Regions from separate parts of the Mus musculus genome. Here region 2 is linked to region 1. A link is a contact called in public Hi-C data. All regions are on one chromosome and are shown on one strand. Each heading gives the region's core, a stretch centred on a gene start, on an enhancer-like site or on the middle of the called end of the contact. The rest is flanking DNA. Distances are from core to core; before and after follow the strand shown. Region 1 has its middle 110 kb from the start of Gm32461. Region 2 overlaps Gm41484 (a long non-coding RNA gene).

Region 1 (7,225 bases), core at 2,175-4,674:
GGTGAAGAAAACACTTTCCTATTTATTTTCTTTGAAGAGTACTAGGCCTAAGTTTTCCCCTCCTGTTGTCATTCTCCAGGGACATTGTGAATCTCATCGCCATTGCCCTTAGAACTTTCTGAAGAGCTTTTTTCTGCTTTTCGTGTGTTCTTTAGATATCAAATTGTTATTATTAACCTATCTTCAATTCTTAAATGGTGCATAAAGATATATAAAACATATGAATTATAACATAATATATTCATTCATATATATATATACTATCTAATGTTTAATCAAGGTTAAATATTTACCTTTGAAAGCATAACTCATTTGACAAAACACTAAAATCATCTCTTCCAGGTTTTTTTTTAAATCATGGCATCTTATTGTCATTTATATTTCCACTACTATGTGTTTGAAAATAAAACTTCTTGTTCATGTCTTCCTATCAATTGGTACTCATTGAAAACCAGAATAAAGAACTTGAGCTAATGAGTAGCTTCATATTAACATACCAACCCTCAGAAAGGAGAGTCATATATTATCTTGACACTTGAGGTATCTGATTTTGGTAAAGAACTCAAACACTTTAGATCTTGTGTAAATATACTATTGTATCTTTTAAGCTCCTCAATTAAACATCTACATCTAAATTTTGGGGCTATATGTCTATAAATTGGCCTTTGAATATTGAGTATTTGAATGGCATAAAATCACTTCAATCAGTTTAATTTTTCACTGTGAGTATAAGTATGGGACAGAGTGCAAAAAATCTTTCTATGATGTTCAATTGCTTCTATTTAATTTCATGATTATTTTTTAAATTATTATTTATGGGTATGTTTATATATGCTGTACATGTGGATGTTCAAAGATGCCTCCCCAGAATAGTGTTCTTGATGATTACCATGTGTTGTTGGTGTTAGAATCTAAATTTCCAGGGATGGTGAGATGTCTCAGCGAGTAAGTGCAGTGACTGCTCTTCTGAAGGTCCTGAGTTCAAATCCCAGCAACCACATGGTGGATCAAAACCACCCGTAATGAGATCTGACTTCTGGTGTGTCTGAAGACGTATAATGATAAATAATAAATCTTTGGGCCAGAGCAAGCAGGGACTGAGCAATCAGAGTTGATCGAAGCAAGCAGGGCCAACTGGAGAGAGCAGAGGCCCTAAAAATTCAATTCCAACAACCACATTAAGCCTCACAATGGACACAACTACAGTGTACACACATACATAAAATAATTAAATAAATCTTAAAAAAAGAAAAAAATAAAATCTAAATTTCCATATTCTGCAAAATCTAAGATCTGTGATACTAAATGATTCTGGACAATACTGATCATTTTATTTATGATCTACATATTCTTAGCATATTTATCATGTTTCATAGTGTAGTTAATCATGAAAGTACATATATGTTATGTACTGTGATTGTTATTCTACTAACACCTGTCTTTAAACAATAATTTTCATTTTTTTACCAATAATTTTCTTATGTTGTATTTTTTTTAATTAGGTATTTTCCTCATTCACATTTCCAATGCTATTCCAAAAGTTCCCCATACCCTGCTCCCCCCCCCACTCCCCTACCTACCCACTCCCACCTTTTGGCCCTGGCATTCCCCTGTACTGGGGCATATAAAGTTTGCATGTCCAATGGGCCTCTATTTCCAGTGATGGCCGACTAGGCCATCTTTTGATACATATGCAGCTAGAGTCAAGAGCTCCGGGGTACTGGTTAGTTCATAATGTTGTTCTACCTATAGGGTTGCAGATCCCTTTAGCTCCTTGGGTACTTTCTCTAGCTCCTCCATTGGGGGCCCTGTGATCCATCCAATAGCTGACTGTGAGCATCCACTTATGTGTTGTATTTTTAATTACCACGGTTTTGAGTGTAAGTCAAACATTCCATACCTAGCATCATTTTGTCTTTCTCTTCACCATGTAAGTGAACCAGAGGTTTACTTATCTCCAGACTGACATAGTCATGCATATTTTCTCTTATATTTCATCTGGGAAGGCTGGACTTCCATACAGGATGGTAGTCATCAGAATTTCTTGTTATAACTGGCTTCATAGAAGTATACAACAGAGGTGACAGGAAGACGAGAGTTATACAACATCACTGATGACACTTGGTATTAGTCAGACTCAATAAAGGGGTTGCCTTCTCTAAATGAATGAAGATAAATGATTTATAAGGAGTTCTAATGTTGTATTAGTCAGGGATTTCTAGAGTTACAGAACTTATGGAATATCTCGTTATATTAAAGGAAATTATTGGAATGACTTACAGTCTGGAGTCTTAACTAACCCATTAGTGGGCACTTTGAATGGAAATCCAAGAATCTAGTAATTGCTCACTCCCACAAGGCTAGGTGTTTCAGCTGGTCTTCTGTACGAACAGGAATCCTGAAGAAGTAGGTTCCAACAGATGTGCTGGGAAGTAAACACAAACAGGCAGTGGAAAAGGAAGCCTTCATTATGTAGGCCTCTACCAGAGCATATGGCCCAGATTAAAGGTGTGTACCACCATGTCTGAACTTAAGCTATTCTTTACTTGGAATTTGCTCTGTCTCGTGCTCTTCTTGAACTCAGAGATCTGCTCGCCTCTGTCTCCTGTCATTAAATGTGTATACCCACCTTGCCAGGGCCTAAGGTTTTCGTAGTTACTATGTCAAGATCCAGATCACAAGCCTCAAGATCTGCAATACAGGTGTGCCCTACATTTCTGGATTGTAGTTCATTCTAGATGGGGTCAAGTTAACAACTAGGAATAGTGATCATAGAGGTATAAGTCAGATTTTAACTATGGTATACATGGGAAGAAAGTACATACAATCATAAATAAGATAACAAAGAACAAACTTCAAAGGAACATTACAAAATATAATTTACCTATCAAAAAGATCTTTAAAATGTCACCAATGAGAAAGTTTATGAGACCAGGAAAAAAAAAGGAACATTTTTAAATACATCGTCCATCTTCTTCATTCATTTTATTATTTCCGCATTTATTCATTCATGACACAAATATGTGGTAATGTCCTCTCTTAAGCCTCTAGGCTTTTATTAAACAAAGTAACTGTAACCACGAAGAGGCAAATATTTCATTCTTTGCTTCATGATGTTTACAATTTAATAGCACAAATTATACCCTTAAAAAAAAAAACCAATTGACTATAACCCTGGTAATAAAGACACCAACAATGTTTACATAATTCGTAAGTGAAAAAAAAAAACTATATGTAACAAAGATTAATGTAACATAAAATAATTAAATAAAGTGCATAGATGCATTCAGTTATTTAATCAAATAAGCTTAATTTAGGGCTTTGTTGTATCCCTAGGTTCATTCTAAATCATTAGGCCAATGCATAAACCATGTTCTAACAAAAACAGATGGTCCCCAGCACACAGGGCCACTCCATCTGCTCTGTAGTTCCACATGGGAATGGCTTCCTTTTGCTTACCAGCCCATCCCTGGTTCCAAGAAAACATGAGCCTCTTAAGGTCGAAAATCTAGTGGCTTGCAAGTCAGCTGGCAGTGTTTCTGCATTTTTAAGCAAGCTTGGATATCGTGGGGAGCTTAGTGTTCACTCTGAAACTGACCCTTCTGAGCCAAGTTCAGAGCAGTGCGAGTTATCAAAGCTGACAGGCTTTTGGCAAGTTGTTGAAGACTTTCAGGCCAGGATCCTTTCCAAACTCAGATGGGAACAATTAGGATAAATAATAGTTCTTGAAATGGCTAGTTCTTACTATGCCTTTTAAATGTATTTAGTGTGCAATAATGGAATTTATAGCTTATCTATAGCACACTATCTATTCAAAAGAAAACAGGATCTAATTGAAAGGTGAGACAGCCTTGAGAATTGCTAACCAAGAGTTGGGACAAAAATAACAAAGAGGTATTTTAAAAACCCTTACTTTTAAGATTTTATAAGACATAACTAAGTAATATACTATATATATACACATATATATCCTTTATATAAGTAATATACTATATATATATATATATATATATATGTATCCCCTAAACTTGTACCCCAACACCAAAAGCAATATTTAGGAAACCTTGTTCAAACATACTACATAGACAAAACACATACAGACACACAATTAAGGGATTATGACTACCCCTGCCCCAATAATCAAAGCTTTTGTTAGTATGCAATACAGACTTCTAAAGCTAGGAAAATATTGAGGATACACACATGATATTGGTATGCAACAAATTCAAGACACAGAATGGATGCAAACAAGAGAGCAACAGGAGATGCAAACCTTCTATATCAAGAATAACTCACTTGGTGTTGCTAATCTCTTGACTTCCTGCAGACTTGCTTTTGCTTTTCTTGGTTGTTTTACTTTATCTGTCCTAAGGGCAGAGAAATACAACGATCTCATGGTTGACATTCCAAACTTGGCCTATTAAAAAAATAAGGCTTTGACCCAATTAGTTGCAAGTAGAGTCATTAAACTATCGTAACACCTCTTCAGTGATTTTGTCAGCTTGGTGTTCTCGAACTTTTAACAAGAAAGATTATTGTTTATAATTATGCCTGAATTTTTAAGCTGGGTTAAAATGTTATTTATTTAAAGTTATAAGTACAGCTATATTTTCTACATATTAATAATTAGTTTTTGTGTGGTTTTTGCAGATATATTTTATCCATCATATGAATATCTTTATTGGTATAAAATGATAGTAAAAAATGTTTGAAGAGTATAGGGAAGTGATTTGTATTTCATATATACAAAGAGCTTCTTGATGACATGTAAGTGATCTGGTTGTGATATCAGTCACCCTATTGATTGTCACGGTTAAGTCTGTTGATATGTTTAGATAAGTGGTAGACCCTTCTCTTATTGCTCCATGCCTACCCTCTCAATGCACAAGCTTTGTTGAAGAATATCTTCTTATCTGAGCAGAGGACAATTCGATTCTTTAGAGTGAGAGTAGCTTTAAAATAATTCAATGTACAAAGCGATTAGGCATGTATAGAATGCATTTCATTATTTTTCAATACAAAGAATCTAAATATGGTGATTCTTTAGTCCATAAATCTTTTAAGACAAAAAATCACACTAAATGCTTTAATTACTTTGCAGAACAATTTTCCCCACAGATTTATAAGCAAATTAAGGCTAACAAAACAGATAAATGTCAACGTTTAGATTTCAAATATGTTAACACTGTTTGAAATATAGAAAATACAAAAGCAGCAAAGCTAGGTTGTCATGTGAAGTTAAGAAACTTAATGAGGAGGTGAGAAACTTAATGAGGGAAAATAACAAGCAACCATACAAAATAGCTAATTTACACAGTGAGTGGTCTTAACCAACTGTTGTCAGAGCATGAAGAAGGAAGGGTTGATCTTGGGTTATGTTTATAACATTTTTTTCTTTATATTTCCAATCTGAAAACAGACTAAATGTCTATAAACAACTGCTTAGAGAAGAAAATCATGCTATTTTCATAAAATGAAATATTATTTAAATGGTAACAACTGATTACATATACAGCTATTATGGTTAAATTATGAAACACTATGACAAACAAACCATAAAATAGACAAATTGAATTACTAATTATGTATAAACTACTACAGAAGAAAAATGAATCTTTCAAAAATTAAATATCAAAGCCATATGAAAATATGCACAATATTTATTTTGTTTTTAATTGTCAAAACAACCACGTGTTCCTTCAGTGAGTGAATGGCTAATTAAATGATTCTATGGCTGTGTGACTGAATAGTATTCAATGCTAAATGTATGAAGTATCCATCACAAAATACAGGAAATATAAATACAGATGACTAATCAAAAGAGACCCTATTCTACACTATTTTATCTGTGCAGCATTCTGGAACAAATGAAGTGTGAAGACAATAAAATATCATTAGTTGTTTGCAGAGAGGAAGGCAAAAGAATAAATACATTGGAAACAGAAGATTTATACAACATCAAAGCTAATCTATTTGCTGCAAAGGTGTTGAGACTCACACATATGTTCAAACATGTAGTATAAAATATCAAAAGTAAGCCCTGTTGTACACTACTGTCCAAGTCATGATGAAGTGTCAACTCTGTTCACTCAACATAACAAATGGAATACAATAGTCAAGAATGCTAAGAATGGGAGAAAATCTTCAAGCTTGGAGGCAGTACCTGTAAGTACATATATTTCTTTTGGGTTTTGATGTGAACTTAATATCACCTTAAAACATAGTATATTTAACCAAATATATCACATCAAGTTTGTTTGACCCACAACATTGTTCATTTTTGCAAAGCATTATGAATTTGGAATTATAGAAATATTTTATAACATTAATGGTTACGAGTGATTTATTTTTCAAAATGTATGCAAGTATATAGGGATGAAGATTAGTATAAATAAATTATATCTGACTAAAGTTAATTGCAAGTGATTTTTAAATGCATTTCAATAGCAGCATTAGGTAGACTTGGTTTAAGGAAGCTTTTTATTTTCAATAAATCTCACTTACTTATTCCTGCTACTCTTTGTTGAGAAGTTGAAGCCTTTTTCAGAATGTCTTAGCCTTCTATCTGTGTCTTCAATTATTTTCCCTTTGATTTTCTTCCAGTGTTATTACAGCTTTGGGTCATATGCTGATGTCTCTGACTCATTTAAATGTCTTTTAGAGCAGTGTAAGAGACAAGAATCAACATTTATTCTTCTGCACGTGACTTTCCAGTTTTCCAAACACTGAACTTTCACCACTGCATTATTTTGGTACCATTATCAAAAATGAGAGTTGTTATAATTTCATGTATTTAATTAGGGCTACTCTATTCAGTTTAATTGATAATAGCATTATCATAATGTTACTGTTGCCCTGATTAGCCACCATGTTAAGACTCCATTCAAGAAGACAGCACACACATTATCTGCAGAACATGGAGAAATCAATTTCAAACTGACCAGGAAAGTCCTCGATGGTGGCTAGCTTTCATAGTGCCTAAGGTGCTATTCATGATGCTAAGGAAGAGACAACATCAATCACCTTCCACAACACTGGATCATGCAGGCTAAACTACAATCTGTGAAGTAAAGTGTGGGCCCGATAGTGTGGCACAGTTAGCTTGACTTTGATGTATAAGTTGTTGATAAACACATAGAAATTTTAGTAGCTGAATCCTTAGAACTTCAAAGTTGTTCATTTTAAATATCAGGCCTAGAATATGAGTTACAGTATTAAAGTATAT
Region 2 (6,688 bases), core at 3,795-6,294, 540 kb after region 1:
CATGCAGGGAGATGGTGATGCTGTGTGTCAACCTTCTCAAGCTGCCAGGTCACGATCCTGCTAGTCCCCTCTTGAAAGGATCCATGTCACAACTCCCAGGGGGGAGGCCACCACACAGGAGAGGTCATTCATTCAGCGGCCATCCCTGGACCATGCTTGAAAGGCATCCAAGCAGAGTCCAGTGTGAGAACCAAGTGTGCACTGTTTGTCTCCACTGAACTGAGACACAGTAAAGAGTGTCTAAATGCACGTCTTTTCACTGATGTCTTCTGGAGGGTCTGGAAGCATTCAAAAATACTGATAAGTCTCTTTGCTTCTTCCTAAAGTAACAGGCATGCTACTCTGACCAGGGAGAATTCCTCTCTGGCAGTAATCTCAAAGCACACACACACACACACACACACACACACACACACACACACACACACACACATCATTCTTATACTCTGACTTCATAAGAACTTGAAGCCTCCTTGCAAAGGTTGTCGCTATCACTGGGGAAATCCTGAGAGGACCAAATCCTGACAGCACCGCCTCGGTAGCTTTGAAAGTTTATGACTCTGCCTTGAAGGTACAGGGGCTTCATCGCACACAAGCTTCTGTCGAGCTCCAGGGCAGTGCCAAGAAAGTACGCACACGCATGTTTGCCAGCAGCCGAGGGACTAAGAAAGCCATGGCAAAATCCAGGCATGCTCTGACTCCCCTCCCCAGCTTGCAGTGATCTCCACGGTAACTCTTCAAGGGAACCAAAATCTCAGGAGAGACTTCCTGCTGAGGTCTAGGACACAAGGAATGGTGAATGATACCATTGCTGGGATTTCTAATTAATAAGTCCATAGGAAGCAAGGCAGAGGGCAAAAATGTCATCTCTTAGCTTAGTCCAGGCCAGGGAAGGTACCTACATCTGAGTGACATGGAGCTAAAGCTGATTATAAAGCCAAGCCAAATCAACCCAAAGACATGAGTTACCCAGCTTTTATGTAACAGCAAAAACCCTCGGTGGATTAATAGCCATGAATTTATTTTGTTGAAGACATGGAGTCTTGAGAGGTCAGCCTGCTGCCACATGGTGCATTGGGTAGACATTCAGAGGCCTGCCTGACACTATGGATGATGGTAAAGTATGTGGTGGAGAGATGGAAGAGAAAAAGAAACCGAATATTCTCTTCATGTGCTCCAGCAGTCCACACACAGATGGGGTAGATGTTGGGTTGGGCCAACTCCGAGCCCTGAATCTGGATTTGGGTAGAAGCTGAGTTGTTCAGCCCAGGGAAAGGGAAGGATAAGCTCTTCTGTCTAGGCCTCTGGCAAAGGAGACTGGCTCTCCTCTACTGACACTTTTTGGGCCACCTCTCCTGAACCCACACCACCAAGGCCAGATCTATTGTGATGTCCAGGTGAGATGCAGGGGCTACTCTCCAGAGTGCTGTGCCCAGGGAGGGGCAGGACACTGTGCAGTCCTTGACTATTAGCATGACCCCAGACAGCAGCTTAGACTAGAGGCATCCATATAGCCTTTGGTGATAACATAGATCACGGACATTGACACAGACCTAGACATGGCCCTTGGCAGCTGCCTTGGCTGGAACATTATCATGGCCTCGGGTGGCAGTACAGGTCCCTCATATCAGACTGTTCCTCACCACCCTCCTTTCTCTACATCTGCACTGCTGGAGCACATGAAGAAGCTGATCCTGCACAACCAACGTTGTAGGATCTCCATGAGTCCTGGTGAGGATCCAGCATTGACAGGATAGCAGAAGCCAGGGGCCTCGGACCAGACCAATGACTCATTGCAATGAACATTTGCTAAGAAATCTGTTTGTGCAAAAGAGTATGCTGTGTGACACACTGTGACACACACTCGGCAGCTTCCATGGTGGCCAGGTGGGTGGTTGTTGTTGTTGTTGTTGTTGTTGTTTTGCTTTTTATTTGTTTGTTTGTTTGTTTGTTTGTTTTATTTTGAGGAGACAGTTGAAAGGGCAGAAAGCAGATATGAAGGGATTAGAAATGAGTGGGACTGGGGTGCAGGATGTGAAAGCACAAAGAGCCAATAATAGGTTAAAAGAAAAAGAAAAAAGAAACAGGGGAAAATGGAGTCTCTCACTATGGTGCCCAAACTGGCTGTGGGTTTCTTTGTGTCTGACAGGAGCAAATGGCAAGTCAGTCAAACCTTGGAAGGTTGTAAATTTGCCTTGGAACTAACTCAGTACAACAGACAGGGGGGCACTTCTGAAGAAAAAGGTGGGCCTTCCCTGACCATTCCAGCAGGAAAAAAAAAAAATCTGTTCCCCGTAAGAAGCTTCCTAGATTGAGACTTGTTAGAAAAAAAGAGAAGTTTCAGCATAGCGAGGGGTGGGAGGGACAATAAGGGCTGATGAGGTCTGCAAATGAAACCCATCGTATACATTCATAGAACTTCACATAAATAAAATGCTCTATTGCTCGCTCCCCGTGGAAAGTGCGGCTGGGTGACACTAACACACATGCTTATACTCACCAGATGGGTAAGCTTGTACTCGATGCAGGATGTGTCACAAGTCTTAAGCTAACAAAGGAAGAGAGAGAGAGAGAGAGATCCCTCCGAAATGAAAGAAATATCATCAGTAAGGAATGAGAGATCCCTTGCAGAAATCCCTATTTAGAGCATAATGTCTCATTTCTGTGAAAATTTAAGGTTAGAAAAATTAAGCAACCCGAGGTCATTCAGAAACTATGCGATGGTACCAGATCTGTAAATGAATTCTCAACTCCTGAAAAGGCGACATAGTCTGTATTATTATAATTATGCCGTCCCAAGCATGTGACGAAGACTCCCATTGCCAGCACAGATATCCCATTTCAGGAATGATGCTCCATTGTGCCTTCCATGTCCTTAAATGTCCCTTAAATCCGAGGTTTTATGAGACTGATGAAAATCAAAATAAAATCCACACCTGGCTTAGAAAATCCCATCGTCAGCGTAGCCAACCTGCAGCTGCTCAGGGAAGCTACAGACTGTCATCACAGTGCCACCCGAGCTCGCCCAAGAATTGTCAAGAGCTGGTGGCCCGTGGAGAGGTGGTGACGTCCAGCTGAGGTTTATCCAGGTGACTGGGTGGGTGTGTCCTTCCTGAAATCTTAACTGGAGGACCAGCATTGCTTTGCACTTGGAAGCACATCACGGCTTTTCCCAAGTGCGCAGGATTTCTGCCCTCTGTCCTTTGACAAAGGCTAACTTGAGGATGGTGAGACCTCCCTTCCTACTGCCTGTGGGGTCCAGGATACTTCTAACCCTATCTACTGTACATAACCATGGCCCATGGAACCTTTGTCTCTTTGTGTTCACCCTCATCATTAAGAAATAGGAAAACTAATTCTTTTGTATGGGCATAGGGGCACTGTCATATCTAGTTTATTCTAAATTTGAGTGTTTGTTTTCTGTCTGGCTCTGCGATGTATACTGAGGGTCTAGGATATAAAATTGGAGACTTACATGCTGAGAGTATATGGTTACATGTATGAGGACAAAGATATGAACATTTAATATCCTAAATATATGGAACCTTGGATTTGCAAAGCCAAGGTCCCTCACATTTGCTTGTGGCATCATTTAAGGTGCATTCACACTTGACTCTGCTTCACAGACTGCCTTTCGTTTCAGAGCACAAAATAGCCTGAATAAAAGACCCAAGATTGCGAAAGAGCCTCCCAAGTTCATTGAAGATCATTCAGACTCACGTGTGCGGATACATTGCTTATATTTAGAAACGTGTGCTCAAACGATGACAGCATAAGATCGCCACGGGGATGTTTTCATCTGCAGTTTTTACTTCTGTCATCCACCACAGCACGTCTGCTGTTGACCATAATCAGAAGCTTGACAAGACCACTTATTTACTTTTCACATATTTAAAATTTGCAGCTGTATTTACAACGGCAAAAAAAAAAAAAGTTAGATTACAATTCACCCCAAGATTCTCATCATAAAGTGCTGTGATTGGGTTGCCACTTCAACTGGAGAAGCAATGAGGAATTCCATGTGGAATTCCTGTATAGTATTCCTGACCACAGCCGTGCCACAGCGCCACGAAGCTCTGTGACACATCTCTTTACTCTTGGGGAATAGCCTCCAAGATTTCTGGTGGACATCTGAGAACACAGATATTACTGAACTCTATAAATACTATGGAAGTGGGTTTTTTTCTTCTATACATACACCCATTATAAAGATTAATTTGTAAATTAGGTATCATATGAGATTACCAATAGTATCATAAATTTTAACTACATTCGAACATAAGTCTTCCTCTTTCCTTATTAAGTCAAAAAAACCGTACATCTTTTGACTTAATGATATGGATCTCTGACTTCTCATTGGCATATACAAGTTTTCCACAGCATTATCTTATGCCTTGGACCCACTATTAAGTGAAATCAGTATTACCAGAGTGCAATTACTATGGTATCACAAACCAACAATCTGATAACACAGACACATACTAAGTGGCTAGTGGGAAGGTAGCAGAGTTAATGTTGGAGTCACTGGACAGAAATATGATTCACAATCCTGATGGGACAAAGAAGAACAGCGTGTGACTTCAAAGTGCTACACAGACAGCACACAGTTTAAAAGTGATGGATTGTTTGTGGAATTTTAGAGTATTATTTTTTGAAACAGTTGACTGTGGGTAATGGCAACAGCAGATAGAAAAGCTGTATAGAAGCAGAAGCACTGTAGAATGTGAGTGTCTCGTAGAAACAGTCTTTTATCAGGAGGCAGAGAACAGCTCCGTGTACTAAAAATGGTCACATTCAGCCTTCTAAAAGGAACAAACAGTGCATGTGCTCAGCGTGACATAAAGACTCCAGAAGTGAGGTGGGTGATGAGAAAGAGAAACTCTGTGTCCATGAGATACTGCTGCAAATCCAACGTGGTTTGCTTAGGAGGCCTGGCTTCTGGAGACTGACCCATTGTGACCAGAGTACCTCCACTCTGCTCAGTGCAGGCTGATGTGGGCGTGAGCTCATGACAGTGTCCAGATGCCACACCAGGGAAGAGAGCAAGCTCTTCAGAAGCTGCTGGTTATCTAGAGCTGTGGATGGACCACTGACAACTCGGCACCTCAACGTAGGACAGACTCATTTCTCCCGCACAGCTCCCTAAGTCACAAGTCTATCCCTGTGTGACTGGCATCTCTGCTGTTATCACTAGGGCCAAGTGATAGCAGCTACAGCGAAATCAGGTGTCAGTTTGGGTCTGAAGCCTGTGAAGGAGTAAAAAACTGCGTCCATTGGTTTTCTTTGCAAGGATGCAAGGCCAAAGCATCCATTTCCTTCGGAATTAGGATCCAGAGGCTATTCTCAGCCAACAGAGGTCACTCAAATTTCTTACCACAAAGCCCCATCTCGCTCCAAGCCAGGAAGAATAGCCAATGCCTGCAGATCTCCAACTGCCTCTACTTCGAACCTCTTGACCTTCTACATTAAAATAGATTGTGTGCGCAAGTAAAGCCCAGCTGGAACATGTTCCTATCTTAGTTCAGTCATTTCTGAACTGATTTAGAAAGTTAACTAGATCTGCAGCTAGATCCCTCGAACAACACATAATAGCACAAGCACAAAGCAGTGTCACGGGAAGTTCCCATAGTCAAGGCCAGTGAATGCAGGGCAAAACTTATTCTGGGATATTATGGAATGTTCCTTCAGCAGACAACCTGACTTGACCTGTTCACCTTCACAGTACATCTCCTCATTTTAAAGACGAAAGCAGATAATCCCAGATTAAAATGAAGGGAGAATAAAAGCTTTTACCACTCCCAGGGGGAGTCTCAACATTGTCAGGTTTCCGGGACTGAGGAGAAGGCTCGGCTGATAAAACACTTGTAGTGCAAGTATGAGGATCTGAGTTCAAATCCCCTGCATACCTATAAAAAAATCTTGCTGTACCAGCACTGGGGAGGCAAAGCAAGGGAATTCCTGTGTCAGGTCAGTCAGCCAGTCTAGCCAGTGGGTGAGCTCTGGGTTATGAGCAAGAGTGTGGTGGCTTCAGTGAGAGGGGCTCCCATAGACTCTTATACTTCCATGCTTGGTCCCCACCTGGTGAACTAAGGAGAGCTAGAAGGGGTGGCCTTGTTGGAACAAGGGCTGCCTCGTTGGAGGAACTATATGGCCAGGGGTGGTTTCAAAGGTTCAACCGGAACCAGTGTCTCTCTCCTTGCTACCTGTGGATCAGGATATAGAACACTCGGCTACTTCTCCAATGCCGTGTCTGTCTGCATGTCTACCGATCCTTGGCATGGTGATAATAGACTAAGCTACTAACCCTGTAAACAAGCCTCCCATTAAATACCTTCCTTTATAAACGCCATCTTGCTCATGGTGTCTCTTCCTAGCAAGAGAACACTGACTAAGCAACCCAGGCTTAAAAATAATTTTTAAAATTTATTTTTAAAATTTCATAAATAAATGAAGAACAACTGAGAAAGGCATTAGCATTGATCTTTGGCCTCCAACACACATGTACAGACAAGAACACACAAGCGCATTTTTAAAACTGGCATGTTTATTTCCATTTATTGATATTCCGGCATTCATGAATGTGTCAGTATTTGCCTTCTAAGTCTGAAGAGTTCTTCATTGTCTTCTGTATGTAAAACGGAGGGACTGATTTTATAAACCATCTTTTCATGACTAAAAAGTAAAGGGA

The links. A called contact is a pair of places that touch in the nucleus more often than the background predicts.
Region 2: a contact with region 1 is called in a Hi-C map of uterus, with 2.8 times the contacts expected there. The contact joins two enhancer-like sites. A contact is called at or near these places in 8 of 484 Hi-C or Micro-C datasets (the 3T3-L1 cell line, embryonic fibroblasts, liver and 3 more) and 2 of 115 datasets of contacts at active chromatin or transcription factors (fibro-adipogenic progenitors and heart atrium).

Annotation. Positions count from the first base shown.
Region 1 is chr16:86,691,182-86,698,406 of GRCm38.p6, forward strand. No RefSeq gene overlaps it. Among named protein-coding and RNA genes, the nearest start is that of Gm32461, 110 kb to the right of the region's middle. Within about 2 kb of position 3,425, at least 33 of the 459 cell types and tissues checked have an H3K27ac peak or open chromatin away from gene starts, as enhancers often do. A contact at or near this core is called in uterus, where this site is marked.
Region 2 is chr16:87,234,282-87,240,969 of GRCm38.p6, forward strand. Gm41484 (a long non-coding RNA gene) reads right to left here. Exons shown (of 3, transcript XR_876207.2): 3 at 6,556-6,672. Among named protein-coding and RNA genes, the nearest start is that of Gm41484, 9.1 kb to the right of the region's middle. Within about 2 kb of position 5,045, at least 7 of the 459 cell types and tissues checked have an H3K27ac peak or open chromatin away from gene starts, as enhancers often do. A contact at or near this core is called in uterus, where this site is marked.